Linked DNA regions of Mus musculus: region 1 is linked to region 2. The links are chromatin contacts, called in public promoter capture Hi-C maps. All regions are on one chromosome and are shown on one strand. Each heading gives the region's core, a stretch centred on a gene start, on an enhancer-like site or on the middle of the called end of the contact. The rest is flanking DNA. Distances are from core to core; before and after follow the strand shown.

Region 1 (6,353 bases), core at 1,988-4,487, 950 kb before region 2:
TGGAAAATAAAAATGTGATTATACACAATGAAATGCCATTCTACTGTAGAGAAAAATTAAATCATGAAAAATTTAGGTAAATGGATGGAGTTAGATTGTATTATATCGATTTTGGTATCGCAGACCCAGAGAGACAAATGCTATAGTCTTTCTTATTTGCAGACCTTTGCTCACTTTTTTTTAAAATGTTTTTTGGGTGTATAATTGGGAGTGACTGCAGAAGATAGAAAAGTAGGAAGAAACTAAGGGTGATGGGGTAGAAGGAGCTCAAGGCAGGGGGATAGTAAGACACGGGTGTTATGAAGGTGAAAGGGGAAATGGAGTGGTGAGGGATTGAGAGTTAAGTGTGGAGAGGGAAGGAGGATAATTCAGAGGGAGGAGGAAAAGAAAAATAACACTAAGAATGCTTGAAAAAGTTATAGGGAAATATTTTATAAACTTATATAAAATATACACAATATGTGTATCCAAATTTTAAAACAAAGTTTTGCCTCATGGGGTGACAATGCTCCCCCAATAACCATAGACCATCCAATGAAAACTTCAGTCCCAGTGTGGTGGTTTGAATAGGAATGGCCTTTATGGGCTCATAGATTTACATGCTTTGTCACCAAAGAGTGGCTCTATTAGGAGGTGTGGTTTTGTTGTTGTAGATATGGTCTTGTTGAAGGAAGGCTACACCACACTGGGTATGGGCTTTGAGGTTTCAAATGCTCAAGTCAGGCCTCAGTGTCTCTCTTCTTACTGCCTGCTAATCCAGATATAGAACTCGTGGCTCCTTCTCCAGCACCATGTCTTACTGGAGACCACCATGCTTCCTGCCACAATGACAATGGACTAAAGCTCAGTTAAATGTTGTCCTCTATAAGAGTTACTGTTTTCATGGTGCCTCTTCACAGCAATAGAAACCCTAATGAAGACAACCAGAAGTGGGAAGCCTCCCTTTGAGTTGTTGGTCAGGATTGTCCAAAGGACTCCCAAAATAATAAATAAATGGCTACTTGCATTGCCCTTGGTTGCCTCTCAGAACTTGGAGGTAAAAATCTTATTGCTGTAGACACAGAATTTAGAAGAATTTAACTGTAACTGATCTCGAAGCCTCTTCCCTGAGGATTAGCTGCTATAGCATCAGAAGGTGTTATGTAAATTGACAAGGGAGAAAAACAATCAAAACGTTTACCCAGGGATAAATCCAGCAAAGCACAAAAATGACTGGCCCAGCAAGACATACCCAATGGCTAATGGCTGTAGTTAAGTCTTTGGGGTAACTATCAGCTGTCTAAGTGAACTTGGGGGCTGCTCAATCAATAGGTGAGAATTATTTGTACTGTAAACCTAACCAATTACCTGGAACTGCAGAGGTCATAAACCTTAAAGAAGAACCTACCACTGCCATTTTCCTAAATCAATATAGGTTTTTAACTGTATTCTTGAAAACTTATGCCCATACCCACAGATGAACATTGTTCACGCTGCTTGCCAAAAGAAGCTCCTTATTATGCAGTAGATGGAAGCCACTATAGAGATCCACAACTAGTCAAAATCAAGAGAGTAAGTATATGTATATACATGAACTTACATATATAAGTTCAGTTTTCTCCAGGAATTAACCCCTTTTAGGTTATCTAGTCCCAAGTGGTCAGCCCTAAATGTGTTTATATGAGCAACATTAAATGCATTCAGTACGTTCTATAATATAATGCACTAGACATAGGTGTTGTGTATAAATGTGACAATAACAATTGAAGATGAGATCATAAATTTGAGAGGGGGTAGGAGGGGCCACAGGTGGAATTGGAGAGGGGAAGATGAAAAAAGGAAATATACATACTCATGCACGAAATTCTTTAAAACAATTTTAAAAATTATTACAAAAAAGATTTGTAAGGAAGACAAAGTTACCATAGCCCAACGATCCTTTACAGGCTTTGAGTCAATTCTGTGTGCACAGAAACAACTCCCCAAAGAAACTGCTTCTAGTGACCAGAATTAAGAATATCATCAGGGCCAAAGCAGAGATTTCCCTGCTCCACTATAACCTATCTACTTAGTGCCTCCACTAAAGGGCTTGATTTTTTATTTTTATCCTGTTACTATAAAACTTCAGGAAGCTATTATTGTGTTGGAACATGGAATTTGAGGGTAATCATGAGGCCAGTTTTTTTTTTTTTCCTTCTTTGCTTGCCAGTTATAGCAGGTATAGTTTCATGGTGTATGCTCTATCTTAACCAAGTATGTGTACTGAAAGTTGGCAAAGTATTTAAGACTCGCCTGTGAGAGATCCGTTTTTCTGTCTTCCCTCCATATCCTGTTGGAGGTGGTTCTGTAATTTAACGAACTCTAGTTGCTAAAAAAAAAAAAAATTAATTCATTTGTGTGCGTGATGTGTTTGTCTGAAGGTATGCATGTATGCCATGTGCCCATGTGATACAACGAGACGATTCTGTTTCCATCTTACATATCCAGGGAGAAGCTCAAATCTTCAGCCTTTCCTGGCAAGTGTTGCTACTTGTTTAGGGATCTCTCTGAACCTAAAGGATTGATTCTATTTCCTGATCTCTGTACTCAGCGTTACGCATCATAGTTTAAACTAGCTGTTTTCTTGTTCACCTCTACATATTTGGCCTCCAGCTCAGGTCTGATACAAGTTCAACCAATGCTTCAGTAAGTTCAGTAAATTCAGATGTCATCTGAGCCTTATTGTTATGTGTGTGTGGAGAGGGGCCAGAGGGGAATGTCTGAGAGAAAGTAAGAATAGTTAGCAGCAATTCCCTATGGTCAAAGAGCCTACCTCAAAGGTGAGGTGCACTGTGGAGTCCAAAGGTGGGGTCCTAGCAGAGTCAGGCAGAAAGATGTTGGCATAAACCTACACTAACCTTTTGCAACCAGCTGTCCTTTCCTTGTGGTTTTAACTGTCCTGGGGCGGAGTGGACCTCCCACCTTACCTACAGGAACCTCAGTGAGAATGTCTCCGTGGCTAGAAACTTCAGGAAGACCCAGTGATGGGTCCATCCGTATCCATCCCCCAGCTCCCAAACCCGGTGTCCTATAAAAACCTTCCCAGAACTATCAAGGTGAGACAAGATGGTCTCTTCCGAGAGAGGAGACATCAGGCCGTCTTCTCACCCAGCCCCGCTGTCTCCGCGTCCCGCAGCGCGCTCCACAGACTTTGCAGGCTCCGAGCCCACGAGCGCGCGCCCGTGAGGTGGATCGGGGGCGCGCGGCGAGGGCGGCCTGGCACGTCCTCGAGCTCCGCCGGCTTGCCGCGCGTCCTTCTGCCGGCTTCAGCTCGTATCCCCGGAGTCCACCCGCCCGTCCCGGGGTGCGGACTGGCCCTGAGCTGGCCGTACAGCCCGGCTTCGGACGGTCCTCGCTGGAGCCATGGGCCGCCGGCTCGGCAGGGTGGCGGCGCTGCTGCTCGGGCTGCTAGTGGAGGTAGGGCCGCCGGTTCCCCGCGCCTTCGGGAGAAGGGACGCGGGAAGGGCATTGCGGAGCTCGCGAGTCTGCGGTGTGGGGCGGCGGAGGGGTCTGATGCCGGGACCCCCTGTCCTCCCTGCGCGCCTCCTCCTCCTGTCGGCGCCCCGTTTCCCTCTCGCTGCTTGCTCGGGCTTGCGTCCCCGGGAGGGACCTTTGTGCGTGTCCACACGCGCTCCCTGTCTCTCGGGGCCTGGGGCGGCGCCTCCCGCAGCTGGTAGGAGGGACAGGGACATTTCTGCCTTTGGAGATGAAGTGCAGGCTTTTAGAGGCGAGGAGAAAAATCCCACGGGGAGCTTGGGTGGTTGGTGTACTGTTGTGAAGCCGCGGAAACTTGATGGTGGGTGGAAGCACCGCCGAGGTACAGCCAGGGTTAGAGCGGGGCTGCGGTCGACTGAACTGCGACATCCTGTGACGCGAACCACCCTTCCTGCTCCAGCGGGTTCATTCAAAGGCAAAAGAGTGGATGTGTAAAATCTGGTGTGTAAAATATGGATTGGGGTTTGGAGGTTTGTTCATACCTCCACAGCTTCAGTATTTTGAAAGATTTTTGTATTAATAAAGTCAGTTTAAGTGGGTAAGGATGCCCCTCTGACTATCACTGTCCTGCCTCAGAAAACTGTAAACTTCCTTGGTTGGGGAGTCAGCGGTGCTTGGAAAGATTCTCATTTATGCTGGAGGAAAAGTCTTTCTTTCCAGGAGAGTTAAGGGAACAGTTTCTCCAAGCTCTAAGTTCGGATCAGAGCAAAGATTGCTCGTTTTTCTTTGAAATACCTCTTTTTTCTTTTCTTTCTGTTTCTCTCGCTCACTCTCTCTCTTTCCTTTCTTCTTCTTCTTCTTCTTCTTCTTCTTCTTCTTCTTCTTCTTCTTCTTCTTCTTCTTCTTCTTCTCCTTCTCCTTCTCCTTCTCCTTCTCCTTCTCCTTCTCCTTCTCCTTCTCCTTCTCCTTCTCCTTCTCCTTCTCCTTCTCCTTCTCCTTCTCCTTCCTCCTCCTCCTCCTCCTCCTCCTCCTCCTCCTCCTCCTCTTCTTCTTCTTCTTCTTCTTTTTTAACATTTAACGTTTTTGAGAAGTGCCACTTCTGGTTTTCTTTCTTCTTGTTGTTCATATTTTTAAAAGCTTAGAAACCAAACCCTCTGGGTAATGATTCAACATTGGTTGCTGTAGAAAAGCAAACCAGAGAGCACTGTTTACAAAAATAAACGTGTGTTTACCTCAGCATATCTCCGTTGAGGTAAATTTTGTAATCTGGCAATCTCATTTGCATGTGTGTGTGTGTGTGTGTGTGTGTGTGTGTGTGTGTGTGTGTGTCTGTGTGTGTCTGTGTGTGTGTAAGGAAGATTATCTGGGGTTCTCTTGTTTCTATATTTGTGCCACTCCTGTCTCCAACTTAGCTTTGTGTGTATCCTAAAAGTCTGCTTCAAAACTGCTGATTTTATTTTTATTAGGGTGGGTGTTCTTTCTGGTTGTGTTTATTTTTTCATTTTCTTTTCTATATTTTTGTATTCGAACGATGTTTATTGAGGAAATGAACATGAGAGAAGTGGCAGACCTGCCAACACTCTAAGGCTTTACATTCAAGGGCCAGCAGTGGAAAAGCCTTCAAAATGAGTCAAGTCAATTGAATTAGCTTTTCTGGGGGAGAAGGGAAACCAAAAGTAACATCAAATATGATGCGCTAAGATTGTTGCTTGTCATCAGTTTTTTTTTTGTTTTTTTTTAATCTACTGCTTTGTTGATTTGATGCCATCATAGTGACGTTGGTTGTCAAGAGTTTTTTGGAATGGACTTTTTTTCTGTGCTGATTTAAAAAAATAAGGCAGTAAAAACAAGGTCTCAGCACCTGGAGGGAGGGAGGGAGGGAGGGAGAGAGAGAGAGAGAGAGAGAGAGAGAGAGAGAGAATGCAGAAGACCTGGAAATCAGAGTTGTGTCAGGCAGTGCTAAAGTTTTATGTTTGGGGATGGGGTGAGTTCTTCCTTTCCCTCTTAGTTGGCTGATTCAGGCTACTACAGGGGATTGGGTAATCCAGACAAAGAAAGGCAAGCTGATTGGTTCCTACTATAGGACCCTCCCCCGCTTCTTGTGGGAGATTTGAAAGACCACTGAATACTTTCAGTCAGGGAAAAAGCCCACTGGTCTTGGTGAGGAAAGAGGAGCAGGAAATTGGTTGTCTCCTGTGTTCAAGTGAAAAGTATATTAATGCCCCTACAACCTGCTTTCCTTGTCAGCCTGCTGACATCATCAGTCTAAAGCCTAATCCTTTAGTGCAGAAGGTTTTGTTCTATCCTGTAACCTGTTTCATTGCATAGGAACTTTTTTTCAAGTGCCAGGAATGGACCTCAGGGCCTTGAACAAAGTAGTCAAACTAGGCCCTCTTCTGCAATCTGCATTCTTGGATTTGTTCATTTAATTTAATTTTATTGTTTTCTTAGCTACCAGAGGGAGTCTGAACCTTACACATGCTGGGCCAATACTCTATTCAGCTACAGTCCTTCTTAAGACAGGATCTTCCTATGTAGCCTAGGCCTCAGTCTCCCACATGCTATGATTACAGGGATGGGTCACCATGTCTGATTGAATTGTTTTATCTTAATGGGGAATTTAAAACTTCTTTGAAGGGCTGACAACCTCCCAAGGGCTGAGCTCTGATGCATTCCTGAAGTTCACTATCTGGATGCTGGTAACATGTGTTTTCTAGGTCGCTCCCGTTTACATGATGATTATCTTCAGTGCCTGATTTCCGGTAGAGAGCTGTGCCCTGTTGAGTGCCAGGACAGCCAAGGCTAAAAGGAGAAGCTGTGTCTCAAAACAGCAACAACAACAAAAACATTTAATGATTTGTCACATGCAAATTTAATGTAAGGTTTTAGTCTGAGCTTTC
Region 2 (6,197 bases), core at 501-3,000:
CTGACTGCTCACTGTGAAGAGCAGTCTCTAGTTCAACCAGAAGGGACAGAAAGGCAAGGTTAAATGATACAAAAATCTCTTATCCTTACTCTCCATTGGTGTTTTTGTTTTTGTAATAAGTAACATGTGAAAGAGCAAAAGTATTTAACGTGAAGTTTAGTGATCTAAGGACTGAGAACACACTTAAGAGTATTATGTTCAAAGGAAAGAACAGCATCAGCCTATAGGTGAAACTGCAGGGGTTTATAAGCCAGAGGTTGGGGCTAGGTACGGAGGTACTTTCCTAAAACCCCAGTACTCAGGACAAAACAAGAGAATCATGAGTTCAGAGCCAGACAACTACACAGCACCTGTCTCAGAAAACAAAAACAAGAGTCCTGCAGATCCAAAACTGCAGGATCTCCATGACACAGAACAATAACAGGATATCCAAGAGGAGTCCCTGTGAGGATCCAGTACTAATGGTGTCACAGAAGCCAGAGACCTCATACCAGACCAATGATTCATTGAAATGAACACTGCTAGTAAAGATATATGGACAGAGGGATATACTATGTGACACTGTATACACAACGAAATGTTCTCTATACTCTGTGAGTTTCACATCATGCACCCCAATCCCACTGTCCCTTTGTATGGGCCTCTGCCCTTGCAGCCTCCCTGCCCCCAAAAGAAAATAAAAACAAAAATTAACAAACAAACAAACAAACAAACCAAAAACAAAGAATCAGTTAAGAAATTAAGAAGAGTAGCTGTCTCTTGTGAGACTATGCCGGGGCCTAGCAAACACAGAAGTGGATGCTCACAGTCAGCTATTGAATGGATCACAGGGGCCCCCAGTGGAGGAGCTAGAGAAAGCACCCAAGGAACTAAAGGGGTCTGCAACCCTACAGGTGGAACAACATTATGAACTAACCAGTACCCCGGAGCTCTTGACTCTAGCTGCATATGTATCAAAAGATGGCCTAGTCGGCCATCACTGGAAAGAGAGGCCCATTAGACACGCAAACTTTATATGCCCCAGTACAGGGGAACGCCAGGGCCAAAAAGGGGGAGTGGGTGGGTAGGGGAGTGGGGGTGGGTGGGTATGGGGGACTTTTGGTATAGCATTGAAAATGTAAATGAGCTAAATACCTAATAAAAAATGGAAAAGGAAAAAAAAAAGAAATTAAGAAGAGTAGGATGAGAAGAGAAGGAAGGAAAAGAAAAAAGAAAATGGACTTCAAGAGCCCCAGTCACAATGCTGTCACGTGGACAGTGGATTGGTAGGTGCAGATTAATCTAAGAAAACCTGTTGGGTGCTGATGCAGCATCTAACACAAGTCATGGCACATTGTACAGTGTGGGCCACGGAGCTAAAGCTGTGACTTGTTCACAGTAATTAAATGTGCTGGATGAACCAGCTGTTCCAAGCTGGCCTGAGACCAAAGCAGACTACTTGCATAGCCTTCTGCATGCTCCTCCACCTAGGTGACCCAGGGTCTCCCCAAACTTCATTCTTCACAAATTGCATATTTTGTGAGGCCAACCTGGGGGGACCCAGTCCCTGCAGTCTTTTCTGTCTGGCTTAGGTTGGGGTTCACCTGCTGGGAGCCAATGGTAGGCAGCAGACAGGAAGATGAGAAGAGATGCTATCTCTTATTCTTCACTAGACTGCAATGCCAGCCATGCTCTGTGTGTAACTAGTTGCCTCAACACACACATTCAGGCAGCTCTGCTCCAGCTGATTCACCTTAAACCCGAGACACAGGAGTGGCAAACAGCTTCCAGCTATTACTAAGCAACCCTATCTTCACAGTATCTCAGCATTTTCTGCTCCCCTAGGCCCTGCCCACAACTGTAAATAGCCCTTTCTATGAGATTATCTAGTGAGTTTCCTGCCAGTACCAGCTTCCTCCCACCCCCACCCAGATGCCCCACTGCCCTGCACAAGTTTTCTGCTGTCCTGCCAAGTTTTTGTCAAGGGGACTTCAACCACACAGTGCATTCTCATAATATCCTTTGGACTTTCAAATAAAATACCATAAAGCCAGATGATATGATTCAACATTTTATGTCAGAAAAAAAGAAGTCAGTTTTCCAACTATATTCCACTGAATGAGTGCACAGCATTTGCATGAACTATCTCAGGGCAACATCAGTACAAAACAGTTTAACTTTGTAAAAAACGCCATTTCAAACGGAAATGTCCTGATTACGTCAGAGTGAGTGCCAACATCATTGGTATCTGAGGACATAAAGTAGGAGCATAGCTACCACATGGTGTGGGAATGGGCTAGCCTTTTCTACAGCAGGAGACCTCAAATTGCCTTCCAAGACACAAATGGGGGGGGGGAGAACAGAAAGTGTCACCTTCATTTGTTGGGATAACACATCCACTTTAGTCACAGTAGAATTTTCTGTTGGCCGACCAGTGAGACCCAGCCATCATGTATCTCCCCAAAGGAATAGAGTGGAGAAAGAGAAAGCCAATCCTATGTAGAAAATGCAGGTCAAATCCTCTACTCATGGACTAAAGACAGCTTCCATTTGGTCTGTGTTTTTCCTGTCCAGGAGACTCCTGTTAACCTTTAAGTGACAGACACTACCAATTGGAGGGCTGCCAGTGTAGAGAGTGAACTGGAAAGCATGAAAATGGAGATTTGTAGGGAAGGTGACAGGATGGCTGTCGCACGGGGCCTGGTATCACCAGAGCTTGCACAGAACACTGAGAAGAGCAATGGCTGCTGTCAAGGACACTTGCTGAAACATGTGTGCCTTTATCTTTCTGCCCATGGTGAACTTTTTTGAAGACACTAGCAAGACTTTTAAACCAAATCGTTTCTTTAGGTAGACACCTGGGTACTTCTTCTGTTTCCTCCATGACAGCTACATCTTCTATGAAATAATTTTCCTTTATTAACACAACCTCCCAGAAGACTCACAAGTGCAATTGGTGCTTCAGACCAATTGCATTTGTGCCAAAGCACTATATACAGATTCTCTTTACTGTCACTGGAAATCCACCCAAGTCCTCACCGTGGGCATCAGCCACCCCCCACTGTCTGCACCAGGTACTACATGGCCCACCTAATTCTGGCTACTCTCAAACCTTCCTAGAAAGCTTCACACCTTGACAGCATGCTCCGCCACGACAGGTCGCTTGGTGTCATGCACTCCTTGGCACACACTGATCTGTGTCAGGCTTACAGTTCATCATGTTTGGCTTCCTGATCCTTCAGTTTAAATTCCTCAGCCGTGACCTTCCCATCTCCATTCCGGTCCTGGTTGGTGAACATATTCTTCACGATCATTTCAGCATTAAAGCCAGGAGCCAGCTTCCCTTTGCCTGTTGCCACTTGGGCATGAATGTACTCTGAGAACTGGAAAGGGGACAGGACAAATGTGAGAACAGCAGAATTGGGCACGCAGAGCCAAGCCTGAAATACTATGGCATGAGGGCGGGTAATGGGGGGGTGGGGGAACTGAAAAATAAGAGTCCACACTTGCAAACCAAGTTGTTCTTGAGAACATGGCCTGGATTTCTTAGATGCAGATGAAAATTCCCCTGGACTACAGACTGGAGAAATGGATAAGCAGTTAAGAGCACTTAGCTCCAGGACTCAGGTTGGATAGTTCATAACCACCTGCACCTCCAGCCCCAGGGGAACCTGATGCTCTCTTCTGGGTTCCTCGGGGGGCCTGATATGTACATGCGCATATTCCCACACACATGCTTTTAAAACCAAAATACTATTGAAATGTTTTTAAATCCCTTGACTAGAGGACTTCAAGAGCCCTTGGGATCAAGGTATCCAATAGGCTTCAGCCACCAGAACAGCTTTAGCTTCTGACCTGAGGTTGACCTCTCCAGAACAGTGTTATACCTACACACTCATTCATTCATTCATTCATTCATTCATGATAAAAACCTACCAGCAGTCACGATGTGCCGAGCATCATTCTAAAGACATGAGATACAGCACAAACAAAACTGCTCTTGCGATATTGACATTCTACATGAATATAGTAAGTAAATTATACCTTAAGTTATAAAATAGACCATTCCACTGAGAGAGAGAGGGAGGGAAGAGAAAGCAAGGTAAGGTTAACTTGGGAGGACAAGTTGAAACATAAATTTAGTGGTCAGAGCAGACTTGTGCAAAGACTTGAAGAAAGTCGGGGAATGAGCCAGACAGTTTTCTGAGTCTAGTCTAAGCAAGAAGAACAGTTGGTTTAAAGGGTGGAAGCCTGCCTCGTGGGTTCTCAGAACACGTGTGATGGACCACACAAGCAAAGAGAGTAGCTGCTGAGGAGGTGGCAGCAAGCAGATGGAGAGGGCCCTGACAGCCATAGGGAGGCTTTGGAGATAAGCCTCTGCGGGTTGTGAGAAGCAAGGAGCTATGACAGACTCATGGAGAAACTCAGGGTGAGGCAGCCTTAGGGTGGGGCTAGGACTAGGATCAAGGTTCAGTTACTGAAGATGTAAAACAGGTCACTAGAATGCAAAGTGGAAATAAGCCTAGAGCAGATATTTATGCAGGCAAAACATCCACACACAGAAAGGACGGAGGGCTGGTCGTGGTGGAAAGCTCCAGTCCCAGCTGCTTGGAAGGAAGATGGTTTGAACTCAAGTATTTAGGGTTAGCCTGGGCAAGAGAGGAAGTAACTATCTCCAAAAGGCAAAATAAAGCCAGGCACAATGGTGCCTTCCTATATTTCCAGCAGTCAGGAGGTTGAGGCAGGAAGACAGTGAGTTCAAGACCAGCCTCAGCTACAGAGCAAAACCTCATCTCAAAACAAAAGAACAAATTAAAAAATATATATACAAACAAAATCAGGAGCAGGAGAGGACTGTAGGACAAGTCTCTTGAGGTTTTGCTATAAAAGGAGCAAAGAAATGAAAACACTGGGAAGACATATCAAGATGATATGAAATAACTGTACTGGGCATGAAAATGTGGGGTGGGGGGGTTGAAACAAGAGGATCATGAGTTCAAGGGCAGCCTTGGCAACACACTGGACTAGGTCTCAAACACAAAGGAGACTAGAGAAAAACAAACAAAAACCATTCGTGATACTCAAAGGAATGTTCCAGGTCTAGGAAAAGCTGATGGTGTAGGAAGACAAAGGGGTAAGACTGGAGATATGCTTGAGTTAGCAGAAGGGTGTGAGCTGAGCTCTAACTCCGTGTACAGTGACAGCACAACAGACTGCTACTGCTCAGCTCCACTAAGAAGCTGTGGCCCAGCTCAAACACGGGGAAGCTGAGACCTGGGGTAATTAATCTCTGCAAGTTCTTCTAAAACTTCCGAATGCTGTTCACAGGGCTGTTGTGAAGGTGGAGCTGGAAACCGTGGAGAAACAGTGAACACCCAGTGACTGGAAACTGAATCCAGATCTGTGCATTTGAGACATTCCCTACACCTCTCAGGAGCCCTGTTCCTTCACGTGATGATATGTGTAAAACACATGTGCACCATTTCCAGAGATCTGCATGGCCAGCTCTATCCTTGGCACACTGAATGGATCCCTGCCCCTAGAAGTCCCCTGAACAACAGACCCTCCCTCAAAGGCCATTTACCTCCTCCAGGAGGACTTCCCCATTGCCATCCCTGTCGATTTCTTCAAAGAGGTTGGGAGACACTTCACCATTCCATATGAACATGTACCCCTCCGGAAGGCCAGACACAAGCTCCAGCAGTTCGATGTCAAACACTAGGACGGCACTGCCAGGGACCTCTCCATCTATTCAACAAGGTAGAAGGAACACAGTGTTAAACGCAGGCTGGTGGTTGGGACCTACGCTTTCCTCCCAGCCTCCAGCCACCATACCTAAGAAGCTACTAGTTCCCAGCTGGTACTCATGCTTAATGAAGTCATGAATAATTATTATATGCTATTATATAATTATTTCATATCGTTTTAATACATCTTTCCAGTGCTTTTACTTCTTAACTCCTTAAAAGAGGATAAATACTTTTTTCTTTTTTTAAGGAATAAAATAAACTAGGTCCCTGAATATTCCATACAGCAACGATGGCTGTTTCATGAAACCTGGGTCTTAATTTACATGTAAATTAAATGTAGAGGCTGGAGAGATGGCCTGAGTTTAGTTCCCACTGCCCATGTCAGGCACGGGCAGGCAAAATGGCTCAGCAAAAAAAGGTGTTTTCCACTAAACTTAAGGGTCTGAGTAAAATCTCCAGGAGGACCCG

Evidence for each region. Promoter capture Hi-C pulls out the DNA fragments that hold promoters and counts their contacts.
Region 1: a promoter capture Hi-C map of the HPC-7 cell line shows a contact between it and region 2. The contact joins the promoter of Vopp1 here to the enhancer-like site in region 2. A contact is called at or near these places in 5 of 39 promoter capture datasets (the 3T3-L1 cell line, the HPC-7 cell line, cranial neural crest and 2 more), 2 of 115 datasets of contacts at active chromatin or transcription factors (extraembryonic endoderm stem cells and memory CD8 T cells) and 1 of 9 other capture datasets (liver).

The regions. Positions count from the first base shown.
Region 1 is chr6:57,822,009-57,828,361 of GRCm38.p6, reverse strand. Vopp1 (vesicular, overexpressed in cancer, prosurvival protein 1) reads left to right here and starts at 3,237. Exons shown (of 5, transcript NM_146168.1): 1 at 3,237-3,435. The coding sequence starts at 3,382.
Region 2 is chr6:56,875,199-56,881,395 of GRCm38.p6, reverse strand. It overlaps Fkbp9 (FK506 binding protein 9), which reads right to left. Exons shown (of 10, transcript NM_012056.2): 9 at 5,564-5,727; 10 at 2,036-3,362. The coding sequence ends at 3,186. Among named protein-coding and RNA genes, the nearest start is that of Nt5c3, 46 kb to the left of the region's middle. Within about 2 kb of position 1,750, at least 41 of the 459 cell types and tissues checked have an H3K27ac peak or open chromatin away from gene starts, as enhancers often do. A contact at or near this core is called in the HPC-7 cell line and memory CD8 T cells, where this site is marked.